Linked DNA regions of Mus musculus: region 1 is linked to region 2. The links are chromatin contacts, called in public HiChIP or PLAC-seq maps. All regions are on one chromosome and are shown on one strand. The core of a region is the stretch at or near the end of the contact, and the rest is flanking DNA. Distances in the headings are between cores, read along the strand shown.

Region 1 (3,245 bases), core at 708-3,207, 240 kb after region 2:
TTCCAAAGCAGAGACTGTGTCTTGTTCTGTTAGTTCAATGATCTTGTGACAAGTCAGCAGAAAGATTTGACTAACTGCCCATTTCTGTGTAGATATAACATGAACACAGAAATGCTGGTCATCAGAATGTGTAGCAACATTTGAGAGAATGATCTGAGTTTGTAGAAACTGAGCTGGCAACCCATTAGTGCTTCAGTGCTTGCTTGGTTTTAGAGCAACGCAGAGGGAGTTCCCCTGCTTGGGAGCTATGTACCCTGTTGTATTCCCTGGGGACCAACAGGAAACCTATGTGCAAGTTTTATACATAACAGAGCCCTAGTAAACAGGGACTTTTTAAAAATCCTATTTTAGCTCACAAGCATCATCTTTTGCTTTGATCACATTTGATTCTTTGCTTTTCTCTGCATAGCTAAGCCAGCTCTCAGGTCAAGGAAGGATGCTGTGGGGTGAAATTGGTTGGGAGAATGGAGATACCACAATGTGAGGAGGCATGGCTTCCTCCTATACATGATACATTCCTCAACAAATAATTTTCTATTATTTTCTTTTAAACATCTTAATGTCAAACACATGGAATGAAAACTTCCTCTGAACACATTAAATTCCAGGTTACCTACAGGTAGCAAATACAGTCTACCACCATGCTTCTCTAAGCAGCTTTCTGTAGGAATGGATTATTGCTGAAACCCATTCATTATATTGTTCTCAACTTTAAGAATATCTGTTGAAAATGACACAAGAGTAAAGGCAGATTTTCTTTCATTAATATAAATACATAAATTTTGACCTTCAGTAGAAGTAAATGATGATTATATACTTACAAATCTATAACAATTAATAGAATTATCTAGTATTGCAACTCTTACCTCTTATTTAATGTATAGATAATCTATCTAACCTCGTCTTATTCGAATAATTTTTTTCCTTGCCTAAAACCATATCAAATCCTAGGATATAGATTTTCAGCAGTCTTGTGGGAGCTTGGGGGAGAGGCATTTCTTTTATTTTGTAGTGTATGAACAAGAATTTTAGCCAGGTGTGGTGGCACATGCCTTTAATCCCAGCACTTGGGAGGCAGAGGCAGGCAAATTTCTGAGTTTGAGGCCAGCCTGGTCTACAGAGTGAGTTCCAGGATAGCCAGGGCTATACAGAGAAACCCTGTCTCGAAAAATCAAACAAACAAACAAACAAAAAAGAATTTTGTGCGTGAAAAAGAATGGGCTTAGTGATAGTTCACAAGAACATTTTATAAAGTAGGGAAATCAATCATTATTGGTTTAATAATAACAAATTGGTATACTGGTTACAAATATCTTCTTTCAGTCTATAGCTTTCATTTCAACTCTTTCAATTGTCTTTGGCAACATATTTTGGTGAGGAGGTCTACTAATATTACCCTTTAATATTAATAATACTTTAAGATGTATATTTATTTTACTTGTATGTATAAGAATTGCATGCCTGTAGGTATGCATTGTGTCACTTGGGCATCTAGTATCCACAGAAGCAGGAGGGTGGCAGTGTAGCTCCAGGAACTAGAGCTATTGATGGTCATGAGCCATCACATGGGAAACTGATCTAATCATATTTTAATTTTTAAAAATAAAGTTAAATTGTTTAAAACCAAGGGATGAAAATCAAAGTATGTACTGTTTTTTAACAAAAGCAAGGTAAATTTTTAGCATAAAGGATACAAAGTTGATCCAACATTGTTGCGAGCCGCTCGCCGCTCCGCTCACATGGACCGGGTACACCGGAGTGGCAGGCCGGGGCTGAAAGAGAGGAGAACTGGGCGGTTGAGAGAAAAATGGAGCTAAATCAAGATTCCTGATCAAAGCTCAAATGTGCTTATAAAGGGGGGGGGAGGGGAGGCCCATTCCTGCCAATTCTTTCTTGGAGCCTGGAACCAGCTGCAGGGTGTAGTCTCTGGAATAGCTCTTTGCCCTCTCAGCAGGTAGCAGTGTCTTGAAGGAGAACAGCAGCAGTGGCTGAACAATAGAGTCATCTAGGGATGAAGGCCCCACCCTAGGTAATCTCCTTTGTGGCAGCAAGGTCAAAGTCCAGATCAGCCAGCTTCAGGCTGGGGGGGTGGGGGTGGGGGTGGGGTTACACAACATTTTATTAAAACAAAGCAAAACAAAATAAAACTAAACTTTTTTTTTTCTTTCTGGCCACTAAATGGTCTAAATAACTCTCTTTCTGGACTAAATAACTATCCTAACGAAAGCCTTAGGTTTGATCCTATCCAGATAATTCATCCCTGTTCTTTAGTACCTATTGTCTCTCTTTGTGCTTCTAGAAGTCACACCATACCCGTGATCTGGAACCCAAGACACCGGTGCAAAACAGCCAGAGAAGGCAGGTACCACCCTGTGGATTTTAAATGCTGGCTACTACGGTGTGGCAAAAATTATTTGATTGTTTTAAACACTCAGATTCCCACTCTGATGAAGAAAATGATTGCTTTACAGAGGACATGTTAAACACTTTCTACTTAATAATTTGAGGGGCATGTTCTCTATCAATGAATTAGAATTTATATAAGAAGAACTAAGTATAAGCAAGTGATGTTCTGCTGCCCTACTTTACACAGTATTGATTATGACAAGTTGTTATGATCTAAAACTATATCATACATACAGGATTATTTGTGATCAAAAACCAGGATTCAAGTAATAGTTTTGCCAGTCATATTATCTATTTAAAATCATCATCGAGAAGAATGATTCAATAAACATCAGCATTTGAATAACAGAAAAATTAAGGAATACTAGAATATTAGTTGAATGGTTTAGATTTCTCTCTTTCTTCCTTTTCTTGCTACAATATGTAGCATTATCACTTGCTACAGTATGACCATTACTGCTTGCTATTTTTTTTCTATCCTACTTAGTTACTTATTCATTCTTTGATGTTATTTTAGATCTGTCTTCTTCTATTATAATTCTTATGTCTCAGAAGCCATCTTTCACAAAATATTATTTCCATCTGTCTCAGTCACTGTTCCATTGCTACGAAGAGACGCCATAAACAAAGAAACTCTTATAAAGGTTTAATTGGTGGCTGGTTTGCAGTTTCAACAGCTTAGTCCACAATCATCATGGAAGGGAATATGGTGGCAGGGAGCATGGGAACAAGTAGCCATTGTATTGGAGAAGTAGCTAAGAGCTCCATCCTGACCTGTAGGCCTAGAGAGAGAGAGACTTAACTTGGCATAGGCTATTGAAACATCAAAGCATACATTC
Region 2 (2,983 bases), core at 224-2,723:
CAGGGTTTACATATTTTAAATACATTAAAGAACTGGTGACATTTATAGGCATATAAACAAGATGTGTACCTTTTATGATGAATATTTTTCATATTTAAATCTCCTTTGAACAGTCTCAGGCTTCTAAGGAGATCCATTATATAAATATTTTCCCTTTGCTATCTTCACTATTTAAATGAGGAAAACAAATGTTGATTTTAATTTTCACCAGATATAATGTAAGATTCACTAGAAAAATAAATGGAAAATTATGGGTTTTTTTTCATTCTTTCCATCTATATTATTGTTCCTATGGAAGTAGAGATATTTTAAAGAGTTACTTGTACTATTAAAACAATGAATCTTGAAGAAAAGGGAATTTCCCCAGACATTTTATGCTGGGAGATAGAAAGGGTGTGTCTGTTGCTGTAGTGAGACACAACCAGAGAGCAATTTGGGGCAGAAAGAGTTTATGCAGCTTACTCTTCTGTATTGCTGTTTGTCACTGAGGGAAGTCAGGGCAGGAACTCAGTTATGGTAGGATCCTAGAGGCAGGAGCTGATGCAGAGTCCATGGAGGGGTGCTGCTTACTGCCTTATATCCCATGGCTTGCTCAGCCTGCTTTCTTATAGAACACAGGACCACCAGCACAGGGATGGAACTACCCACAATGGGCTGGTCCCTCCCCCATTAATCACTAGTTAAGAAAATGCCTTACAGCAGGGTCTCATGGAGACTTTGTTGTTGTTGCTGTTTGTTTTGTTTTGTTTTGTTTTTTCAATTAAGCCCTCCCTTCCCACATCTTCAGACACCTCTTGTTTGTGTGTCATTCTGATACAAGACTGGCCAGAACAGGGTTCCAGAGAAATTTAAAACAGTTCTAACAGCTTGTCAAACAATCTTACTGGATAAGACTGAAAACCAAATAATGGTAGGAGGGCCCACTTAAGTCCTGCTTAAGTAGGACTGCTTAGATGTTCATAGCCTATGATCTTAATATCTTCAAAATCCTCAAGTCAAAGTTGAGGGGTTTGCTGGCTCTCTTTGTCACTCTTCCCAATGTGACCACATCGAAAAATCATTTTCTGCTTTCTGCCTTTCATTTAGCTGTTTTAGCTGGCTTATTGAGGACCAGTGGCTGGGCATGACATAAAGTATAGGTTATGAGAAATTAGAACTGAAATCAAGTCCCACTGGGTATGGTAGTGCTTGCTGAGAAACCTGGCATGTGCTGTTGTGGAATTCAAGGCCACCAGGGAGACTACCTAAACTCTATTGAGGTTTAATTTAAGAATTATATCTAAGTTGCAGCTGACCAATCTCCTTGGTGGGATTTGAGACTGCCACCTAAGCTTAAAGGGGAGGCAGGGCCTTTAATAAGCAAAAGCCACAGTTTCTTTTTGTGGACAATTTCCTCTGTAGGTGTGAGATAACATACTGGATCTTTTGCATTCCTAGAATTCCTTGTATTGTCTAAACAATCTCTAGTTACACACAGGGCTGGCCTCAGACCTCAGTGATGGAGTACTTAGCTACTACAGTGTGAAGGTGAGACTGGAGGATCATAAGCTAGATGACAGTCTAGGTTGTGACAAGACCCTTTGTGAAGGCCGTGACATTGAGTTGCCATTTCAAAGGTGACAAAAAGACAAGAGGTTATTAAAAATGGTTCTCACTATGACTAGTAGGAACTAAATATGTTGCCACTTTGGTCCCTACTTGCATTCTGTTTATTATTTTTCTCTAAGCTATAAACATATCCCACCACAAGATTCAGGTGCTAAGACAAAAAATATAACTAGTCTAGCAGAGATGAAGATATTCTAAAGAGACACATATACCTTTTTGATATGTTTTGTAAAATGTAGTATGATGCAGTGGGATTAGGACTGGTACCTTAATGGGCCCGTGCTGAGTCATCCTCTTCCCCCCAGGTATAAGTCACACAAAGAGTCTAGTATAAAATGAAGTTTATTTGGGGGCATGGGCAGGATGGTTGAGAAGGGAGTAGAGGCAGAGAAAGAGAAGGGACAGACGTGGACAGAGAGAGAGAGAGAGAGAGAGAGAGAGGAAGAGGAGGCTGGACAGGAACTGGTGGAGAGAGAGAAGGGGAGAGGGAAGGAGAGAGAGAAGCCAGAGGAAAACCAGACAGAGGCAGAGATGGGAGGTGGGGGAGTGTGAGAGGCCAAACAATCTTTTTATAGCAAGCCAGGCTCCTACCTAGTTGTTGCTAGTTAATTGTTAAGCGGACCCTAGAAGGGATGCCAACATGCTAACATTCCTCCATTTTGGTTTAATTAAAAATAGAAACTAGAAAGAGGTGATGGTGAAGCAAGTAGGGTCATGGTGATCTTTAGCTGCTTCCTGCTGACTTTGGAGTAACATGTTTCTGGGAAACCTAAGAAACTGGGGATGGGGATGTTGGTCAAGTTGGCCATTTCTTTGTTGTCCAGGGTCTATTGGACCATCTACAGGTAGAAAGGTCCAGGTCCAGGGTCCCCTATGAAGGAGCTAGAGAAAGTATCCAAGGAGCTGAAGGGGTTTGCAGTCCCATAGGAAAAACAACATTATGAACTAACCAGTACCCCCCAGAGCTGCCAGGGACTACACCACCAATCAAAGAAAACATGTGGTGGGACTCATTGCTCCATCTGCATATGTAGAAGAGGATGGCCTAATAGGTCATCAATGGGAGGAGAGGCCCTTGGTCCTGTGAAGGTTCTATGCCCCAGTATAGGGGCCAGGGCCAGGAAGTGGGAGTGGGTGGATTGGGGAGTAGGGCGATGGGGGAGGGGATAGGGAAGTTTTGGAGGGAAAACTAGGAAAGTGCCCAGGACTGTACTCAGTCGGGCCCCTCAATCCATGGGAGAATCAGGGTCCCTTTACAGGTGGGTAGGGAGTTGGTGAAAATGTGACAGATAGGAACACAAGGGAATGTTGTATCTGAATGTAATTTCTCAAAGTGAGCATCATACTTATAAGTGACTTTTACACAAAACAGAGG

The links. HiChIP or PLAC-seq counts read pairs in DNA pulled down with a chosen protein or histone mark.
Region 1: an H3K27ac HiChIP or PLAC-seq map of embryonic stem cells shows a contact between it and region 2, with 11 read pairs. The contact joins two enhancer-like sites. A contact is called at or near these places in 3 of 484 Hi-C or Micro-C datasets (all in embryonic stem cells) and 10 of 115 datasets of contacts at active chromatin or transcription factors (differentiating embryonic stem cells, embryonic stem cells, extraembryonic endoderm stem cells and 1 more).

What each region holds. Positions count from the first base shown.
Region 1 is chr13:118,264,019-118,267,263 of GRCm38.p6, forward strand. No RefSeq gene overlaps it. Among named protein-coding and RNA genes, the nearest start is that of Mrps30, 120 kb to the right of the region's middle. Within about 2 kb of position 1,958, at least 8 of the 459 cell types and tissues checked have an H3K27ac peak or open chromatin away from gene starts, as enhancers often do. A contact at or near this core is called in embryonic stem cells, where this site is marked.
Region 2 is chr13:118,019,913-118,022,895 of GRCm38.p6, forward strand. No RefSeq gene overlaps it. Among named protein-coding and RNA genes, the nearest start is that of Gm26349, 15 kb to the right of the region's middle. Within about 2 kb of position 1,474, at least 17 of the 459 cell types and tissues checked have an H3K27ac peak or open chromatin away from gene starts, as enhancers often do. A contact at or near this core is called in embryonic stem cells, where this site is marked.